Regions from separate parts of the Anas platyrhynchos genome. Here region 1 is linked to region 2. A link is a contact called in public Hi-C data. All regions are on one chromosome and are shown on one strand. The core of a region is the stretch at or near the end of the contact, and the rest is flanking DNA. Distances in the headings are between cores, read along the strand shown. Region 1 holds the start of CFAP298 (cilia and flagella associated protein 298). Region 2 has its middle 7.2 kb from the start of HUNK.

Region 1 (3,661 bases), core at 825-3,324, 280 kb after region 2:
CCCAAAACAACATTTGGAATAAGCTGCTTGCGTATGCCAAGTTAAAGCTAAATTATTCAAAGCTTCCTCTGTAATTGAACTGCCTGCAACCAGCATCTAAAGGGCTGCTGGCCTGGCAGGGGCTGTTGTGGTGTTGGGATAACAATAAAGCAGCCAGCACAAAGATGGTCACAGCCAGCCCTCGTGCCCCTGGCACTGAGGTGGCAGGGAAGCAGTGCTCGATGCTCGTAGCAGGTGCTAAGGCAGGAGCAGAATTTGCAGAAAGAAAAAGAGATGAATGAGTTCAGGAAGCCTGAGTCACAGTGAATACAAGAACTGAGAGACACTAGAAGAACCTGTTAACTCAAAACACCTTAAAACTCCGGAGAGAAACAGTACCCAAGTATGCATTTACAAACAGGGAGAATAAATTGAAGCAAAACAGTCACTCTCCATACTGGCAACTGCTTGCTTATTTTTGGAGTTTACTTCCAAGCATTACAGTTGCAAAGTTAAATAGCACGTGTGCCAAAGAGATATAACACCATTTAGGCTTTTAAATCAACATTACGCTAGGTCCTAACCCAGGATTTATGTATGTAACTCAACATTTAGCTGATTTATTGTGGAAAAAAAGGCTCTTAAATAGCTTCTTACATAACAAATCTACAACTGCCTTTAATACGGTGTGTTTATAGGATGATCACTGTAGTTGGCAAAGAAACATTAGCTGGCTATCAGGCTGGCCTGTTATCGAATGTATACTAAGTATTGACTTGGTTTTCTCTTCTTCCAGGACAGTGAGGTGAAAAAGAAGTTCAGAATTATGGTTTTCACGTTCCTCATGATATCACAGATTATTTATGCTTACAGACAAAGAAGCAAACATCTCAGCTCTATTTACCATGTCCATTTCTTCGTCCAATTTCATCCTTCTTGAAGACACTCCCGCCACTGGGTACACACTTCTCTGCCCACTCATCCTTTAACTTCAGTTCTTCAATTTGCTCTTCTGTCAGCCCTTGCATGTTAAGCGGCAAGTAAACACCATGCTCTGCCAGCTCCTGCATCTCTTTAAAGCGTTTGGAGAACAAGGTTAGAAACCTGTGTTACTGAGAACACAGCACCGAGAAATGCCCTTTTGGATTATGCACATGCAGAAAGCCTTACTGCTGGGCTTCAGTTTTTAAAGATCTATGTATATGAAAATAATAATGAATATATATTTATATAAATGCTTTGTATATATATAAATATGTTGTATATATATGTGTGTGTTAAATACAGATATATGTTATAGATACGTATATACACACAGTAATTACGTTAAAATTCACACTTTTTCACACATACTTGAAACAGTGTAACAAATGGAACAAGGCTAGGTACCCAACCCTATGTGATACCAGATGAAGGTCTTTTCCACCTTTAATGATTCTGTGATTCTCTACGTGCTAGCTATGAACTTTTCCTTACTTTTAGTCAGCTTTAGCTGACAGCATGTTCCTTTTTCCAAACGCTTTCGTGAAGGCAGCTTATTTCAGGAGGGGAGCACGTTTTACCGCTACACAGCAGCGAATCTCCCCACACCTGGGATAAACAGGCAGCCTCTGCCTCTGGTGCTGGATCAGAGCCGTGGGGTCAGCCCGTCTCCCGGTGCGACCCAAGGGACAAACACAACTCTCTGCAACCATTTCTGCCCGATGGAGGGCAGGCCGAGGTGTTTACCCAAGGGGTAGCCCCTGGTTACCACCGCCGACTCCTCGCTGCCGCTGCCTCCCCCTCCGCCCTGCCCTGCCCTGCGGCCGCCGCTCCCCTCACGGCGGCGGGGAGGCGGGATGGCGGCCGGTACCTGCGCACAGCCGCTGCACCTTCAGCCTCCCGTTGTAGATGCGGGCGACGAGAGGCGCCAGCTCGGCCAGGCGAGCTCCGCAGGCCGCCTCCAGCAGGAACTGGCTCTCATCGCCGCGCTTAACGTGCAGCCGCACCATGGCGGCGCCTCACGGCCCCTCACAGACCCTCACGGCCCCGCTCCAGGCATGGCGGCCGCGCTCGGCTGCGGCCGTTATGGCGGGCGGGGCGGGGGGACACAAAATGGCACCGCCCCCTCAGCCGCGCCTCCCCTCAGCCGCGCCTCAGGGCGGGGGCTGCTGCTGCGTGAGCGGCTCCGGTACAAAGAGAGAGAAGGGTGAGTTGGTAAGGGCAGGTATGTTTATTTCGTTAATGCAACACCGCCTTCCACAGGGTATATAACGGCATGGTGCACGCCACTGAGTTTCAATACTGCGGTTCTGGAAAGTATACAGCCATAAATATCGTGTGTCACAAGCAAGAAAAAACGGGTACATTTTTACCACAATTTACCACAGGGAACACAGGAGTCATGGGAAGGTGTTGAGCGTTTCTATGCTGAATCCTTAGCCGTCCCAGATCTGCTGCTAGTAATTTGTTTCGTTAATACACGTCACGGTGGTTAGCGATATTTACACACGCTCTCTAGTTTTGGAGCAGTTCTTGTGATCTCCGCAGTACGTTGCTGTCAGCCTCCGTAATCCCGTCTAGTGCAGAGGTGCTGTATACCAGGTACGTTTTTTTTAGTTTTTAATCACTGTAATTAAATATTCAACGAAGAACATATTTATCACGTAACTCCCACTAGGAAAAAGTTTCCCCCCAAAGTTGTTTTGCTAATGTAAGAATATACCAAAACACCGATCACACAGATGTTTATAGCCAACAGTGTAAAACAAGGTAATCCACATACTGAAGCACAAAGATTAGAGTACCACCGCTGTTTAAAATGTGCAAGTACTGTTTAATGAGCTGAACAGAAAAAAGCACAATATAAAACTCACGATAGTCACTTCTCTACCCAGCTGCAGCTCATGGCCAACCAGACAGTGTTAAAGGAAGAGTGGATTATTTTATAAATAATGTTTTGATAGCATTTGAGGATTTTAAAAAAGTACTGTCGTTCTGTATTTTACTACTATAATGCTAGTATGTTGAGTTTCAGGCATTAATTCTGCAGAACCAGTACAGTTTGTTTGCAGGTAAGCCCATGAGTGTAGGCAGGCAGTTGCAGTCCCCCAAGAGATGACAACATCGTGACACGTTCAGCTTGTGGTGAAAGCACACATCTGCACAGGGAAGTTATGTCCCAAGACACTGCAAATTGTAAGGAAATCAGTTATTTTGAATTTGCTCATGATAATAAAACACTACATTTTATGTAATTTAATGTGAGCCTTAGAAAACATAAAAGCACGGAGTTGTATTTTTATAGAATAATATGTAAAACTGAAACTTAGCCTTTGCTAGCCTCAAAGCAGCACCACACACAGGATGGTCACCGTCTCTGGGGAACAAAGGGTCACGTATTTAGTATAACTGCAAAAGCGACTAAACGATAACATTCACCTCAGAGAACTGCAGTTCTCTTCTCTTTGAAGGCGACGTTTTTGACAAATGCAGCAGTAAGTATAGTAGACAGGAAGGATGGTGGGAGGACAGCCCAAATATGTAAGATGACTTTCTCCTCTGATATTTTACAATGACCGCTGATTCTTTCATGCAAGGCCTTCTATAGGACAAGAGAGCCCTTCCAACATGTGAAAGAGGGTGGGACAAGCTAATGGTAATATGTTGTCTGTAACTGGTAAAAGACTGCTTTATATATATC
Region 2 (4,097 bases), core at 1,458-3,957:
GAAAGAAGAGGGGCACAAGGTCTTTAGAGATTAGAGTTTTTTGTTTGTTTGTTTGTTTGTTTGTTTTTTCCATAACTGAAACGTATATCCCTGATTGAAAGGAAGACGAAACAAATGAGCCATTTCACTTTTCTAAACTTTTGTGCCAAATTCCATGCATGCTCAGGAGCTCAGCACCGTTGCAATGTAGAAACCCAGAATTTCTGGCTTTTGACCGTGTACCTAATCAGTAGGTATATAAATATGCCACTGGATTCTTTGCATAAACACAGATTTATCCATTTTGTCCTTTCCATGTCTTACAGCTGTTTCTCATCTTCATTGTAAATCTGCTTCTCTCTCCCTTTGAATTTCATGCTGACAATCTTGTGACTAGATCTTCAATCATTTTCCATGATAAGTGAAGCTGGGTTTGTCAGGAAATAAAATATTTTATTAGGTGAATGCATATAGCTGGAAGAAACTCCAGGCAAGCTAGTGAAAGCTGATCAAACTGTATCAGTGGATTGAATGAAAGATAGCGTCTCTGCCTATAAATAGTGCTTTGCTTCACCTTTTCACTGTCAGTCTTCCAGCAACATAACTTCTAATTCCAATGGCAAATCTTCGTTCTGCTTCTTCCCAGAGAATCTTGTTCATTACAAAAGAATAATTCCAAATTGTGGTTCGTAACACCAGATGGGCTACTATGATGCTCTAGCCCTCCTTCCTGTTTGACACACAGCATCAGGCTTCTTCCTGCTTGAAATAGAAAGCCTTTAGAAAGAAAAAAGAAAAAAGGAAAAACAAAAAAAAGGCATCTGATTTTGATTTAAAAAATTCCAAAGAAGGAGAACTTGCCATAGCACCTCACGGGGTTGCTGTGATGGTTAATTACCCTTACTGTTAAAAATGTGTGTCTTGTTGTATAGCTTGAATTTGTCTAGATTCAGCTCTTAACCGCTGGATCTCATTATAGCTTTGTCTGTGAGTGTGCATTCATACTTCTGAGCAATAGAGACTACAGTCGTCATCTCCCTCTGCTAGGCTAGAAGGACTGAGTTCTTCCACTGTGAAGTGTATTATTTAGGTCTTTAATCATTCTCATGGTTCTTTTCAGAATTTTCTTCGGTCTGCCCACTTCTTGAGTTGTGGAGAACAGAACCAGATGTGGTTTTCCAGATGGGGTTACATGAGTGCAGGATATTCTGATAATTTAACATTTTTTCTTTCCTCCTCCTTCTTTTTCCTTTGTGTATGCAGTTATGGGCCACACTTTAAATAGACTAAGATGATATTTTTGATAAGTAGAAATACCCACCTAGGGCCTGAGTCACCTTCTCTCTGTTGGTCATTCAAGTTAAGAGCAAACAAGGAGTGGCAGGGTCTGAATGATACCAAAGCCAAAGCTTTCATGTGCAATTCCTCTTCTGTGCCAAATCTTTCATGATACATAGTGTTCCTCAGCCAGGTGGATAACCGAGTGCTGATTCAAGAGAAAAAGTGTTTGCTATAGAAACACGTGCAGAAATGAATAATCTACTGCGTTTTGTAATAGTCAGCCTGATATCCTGGCATATTCAAACACATCTTTGAGTGGTGCTGCAATCACGTAAATGCACGAACCCATAGCTTTTTTTTTTTTTTTTTTTTTTTTTCTTAATATCTCTAGAAAGTCTACCTGTAAAAATGTAAGGACTTTATTTGCTTCCAGTTTTCCATTGAGTTACTTGCAAGGACATGCTCACTGAAAATTCTCTACAGAAAAAGGAAAAAAAAAAAAGTGAGTAACTCTTTTTATAAGCAAAATGGATTTGATCATCCCACGCATATTTAGGACCTAATTTGTAAAACTTCCTGATAAGGACTACTATGATTTTGTTAAACAGGAGTGTTCATATGAATATGGACTACCCGTGTAAACAAACGGTTGAAGGAGCACATATGTTCAGGGCTAGACTAAATGTCCTACACAGCACTAACCTAAAGAGCCAGAAACCAAGAAGGGAGAATGTAAAGAGCTAGCACTTACTTTCAGGACAGTTTCATTACTTTTGGAGGCCTGAGTAATGGTTTTTAGATGCCCAGCTTAGTGCAGGCTCTGCAGGCGAGCTGGCTGAGGAGGTGAGCTGGCAGTGCTGGGAGGCTGCTTTGAGCCTGTAGATTCAGGATCTTCATGCAGAAACAATGCAGTAGGTTGTTGCTAGCACTTCTGGACTGAAAGTCATGTAAGGGAGAAGCAATAAGCTGAAAATAAATGGAGCAAGCATCCCTTTTGTGTGTGCAGAGGGCACGGTGGAGATTCATCTGTGGGCTGAAATGTGAGTGGGATGCAAGCGAGCCTTGGAAGGAGGGCTTTGTACAAAGTCCCCAGACTTTGCTAAGGAAGAGCAAAGGAAGCAGGCTAACAAAGAATAGGTAGGTAGTGCAGGAAAACTTTGGATCATTTAGAAAAATGTTGCACTAGAATATCATGCATGAACTACGTTATCAAGAGCAGCGTCCCGTGTTAAATAAACACTGTCTGCACGCTCTGTTTGTTTCCAAACTTTGCTTCCTGCACCGATCCTGGGGCTGTGGATTTGCAACGACCCCTTTGGACCAGTGAAGCTGTGTGGTTGGGACTGGGGCTGCCCGAGGAATTTCCTCCTCTCCTCTTCCGAGCGCTATCTTGACAGCTGAGAGCAGCCAGAGCACTCTCGCCGGCACACCCTGAATCTGCACATCTGGAGAGTGTAAGCTCTGCTTTCCTTGTGAAACATGCTCAGCTCAGGAATTTACTTCTCCCAGTGGCCTAGCAGAGCCAAAGTCCGCTGACTTTCAGGGCACGATGTAAGGCCCATCTGTTTGCTCAGATCTGTGCCGGAGGGTCTGGCAGCGAGGCTTATGGTTAACATGTCCCATGGGAGTCTGTGCGAGAAGAACAGTGGCCAGCACGCTACGTGTCTGTTTTTTAAACAATCTGCATGCATGCAGACTATCTGAAAGTTAACAACTGCAGGGAAATTAAACAAAATAATTTAACCTTACAGGCATTTTATAGTAAAGAAATTCACTGAAAGGACCCCCTTTTGCTGCCTGTGCCACTAGGGTTCTTTACACCCGACCAAGAGCGTGATCTCTCCTTGGCTCTTCTGCCTCGGTCCTGCAAAGAAATCACATCACAGACACTTCTATAACAACAGACTGGCACACATTATATGCTCAGGATTAAACCAACACTGAATCATTGAACAGAAGAAGCTTGTGTGACACAAAGCCCTTATTAAAACTTAAAGAATTTCAAGGTAACAAAGAAAGAAATGTATTTCTTCTCCTTTTTTGAGTTCACTCTGATTGGTCCTTCTTTTAAGCACGCAAAGGAAAGTACTGCAAGCCTGGCATCCAGCTGGGTTACCTGTTGACTGAAATACCTATGAACTAAATGGAGGGTGGTAAACAGGTACTGATTAATTCCTTCAGGCTTTTGTCATAGACATAAAACCAGGGGGGAATCAGAAGGTGTCAAAACATGTTAGAAAGTACCCTAGGCCACAAGTACCATAGTTCCAACCTAAAAGCTCTTGTAGAGTCGCTGATGCTCTATAACTATGTTTCTACTATATAACTATGTTTCTACTATAACTATGTTTCTACTGAAATCAGATGCGCTCCTCCAAGTTTTACCTCCATTCACCTGTGCTTTGGCCTTTTTCTTCCTGTGCAGCATCGTCAGGTCCATCCTTATGCTGTTTCTGCTTCCACTGCTTATCCTCTACACCTGCTGCAGCCTTTCACTGCTGGCAAAACTCTAAAGCAAGGACCAAAAGCCAGGTCTTCTCCTTCTTTCCTGCATGAGCTGTCCTACCAAAACATGAATCTTATAAATAAACTAATTTTGCGAATTAAAGATAAACACATAGATTATTATGCTAATTGGGAATTGTTAGAAATTTCAGATTCCAAGTCCCATTTCGGTAAAATCACTCAAAGAGGATTCACATTTAATTTTTTTTTTCTTTATTTATTACTAAGCTAATATCACTTTGGAAATGTTTCAGGACTGTGCCAAGTCTTGAAGGTGTGTCAAAGTATTCACCTTTTAAAAAAAATGCACACTTCATATCTGGAATTCCCAG

The links. A called contact is a pair of places that touch in the nucleus more often than the background predicts.
Region 1: a Hi-C map of subcutaneous adipose tissue shows a contact between it and region 2, with 2.6 times the contacts expected there. The contact joins the promoter of CFAP298 here to the enhancer-like site in region 2. A contact is called at or near these places in 2 of 8 Hi-C or Micro-C datasets (F1 follicle and subcutaneous adipose tissue).

The regions. Positions count from the first base shown.
Region 1 is chr1:110,417,679-110,421,339 of IASCAAS_PekinDuck_T2T, forward strand. CFAP298 (cilia and flagella associated protein 298) reads right to left here and starts at 2,075. Exons shown (of 7, transcript XM_027449193.3): 1 at 1,832-2,075; 2 at 884-1,051. The coding sequence starts at 1,970. SYNJ1 (synaptojanin 1) reads right to left here. Exons shown (of 31, transcript XM_072026416.1): 31 at 2,177-3,661. LOC139999207 (a long non-coding RNA gene) reads left to right here and starts at 2,029. Exons shown (of 3, transcript XR_011804448.1): 1 at 2,029-2,167.
Region 2 is chr1:110,132,239-110,136,335 of IASCAAS_PekinDuck_T2T, forward strand. No RefSeq gene overlaps it. Among named protein-coding and RNA genes, the nearest start is that of HUNK, 7.2 kb to the right of the region's middle. Within about 2 kb of position 2,708, at least 2 of the 8 cell types and tissues checked have an H3K27ac peak or open chromatin away from gene starts, as enhancers often do. A contact at or near this core is called in subcutaneous adipose tissue, where this site is marked.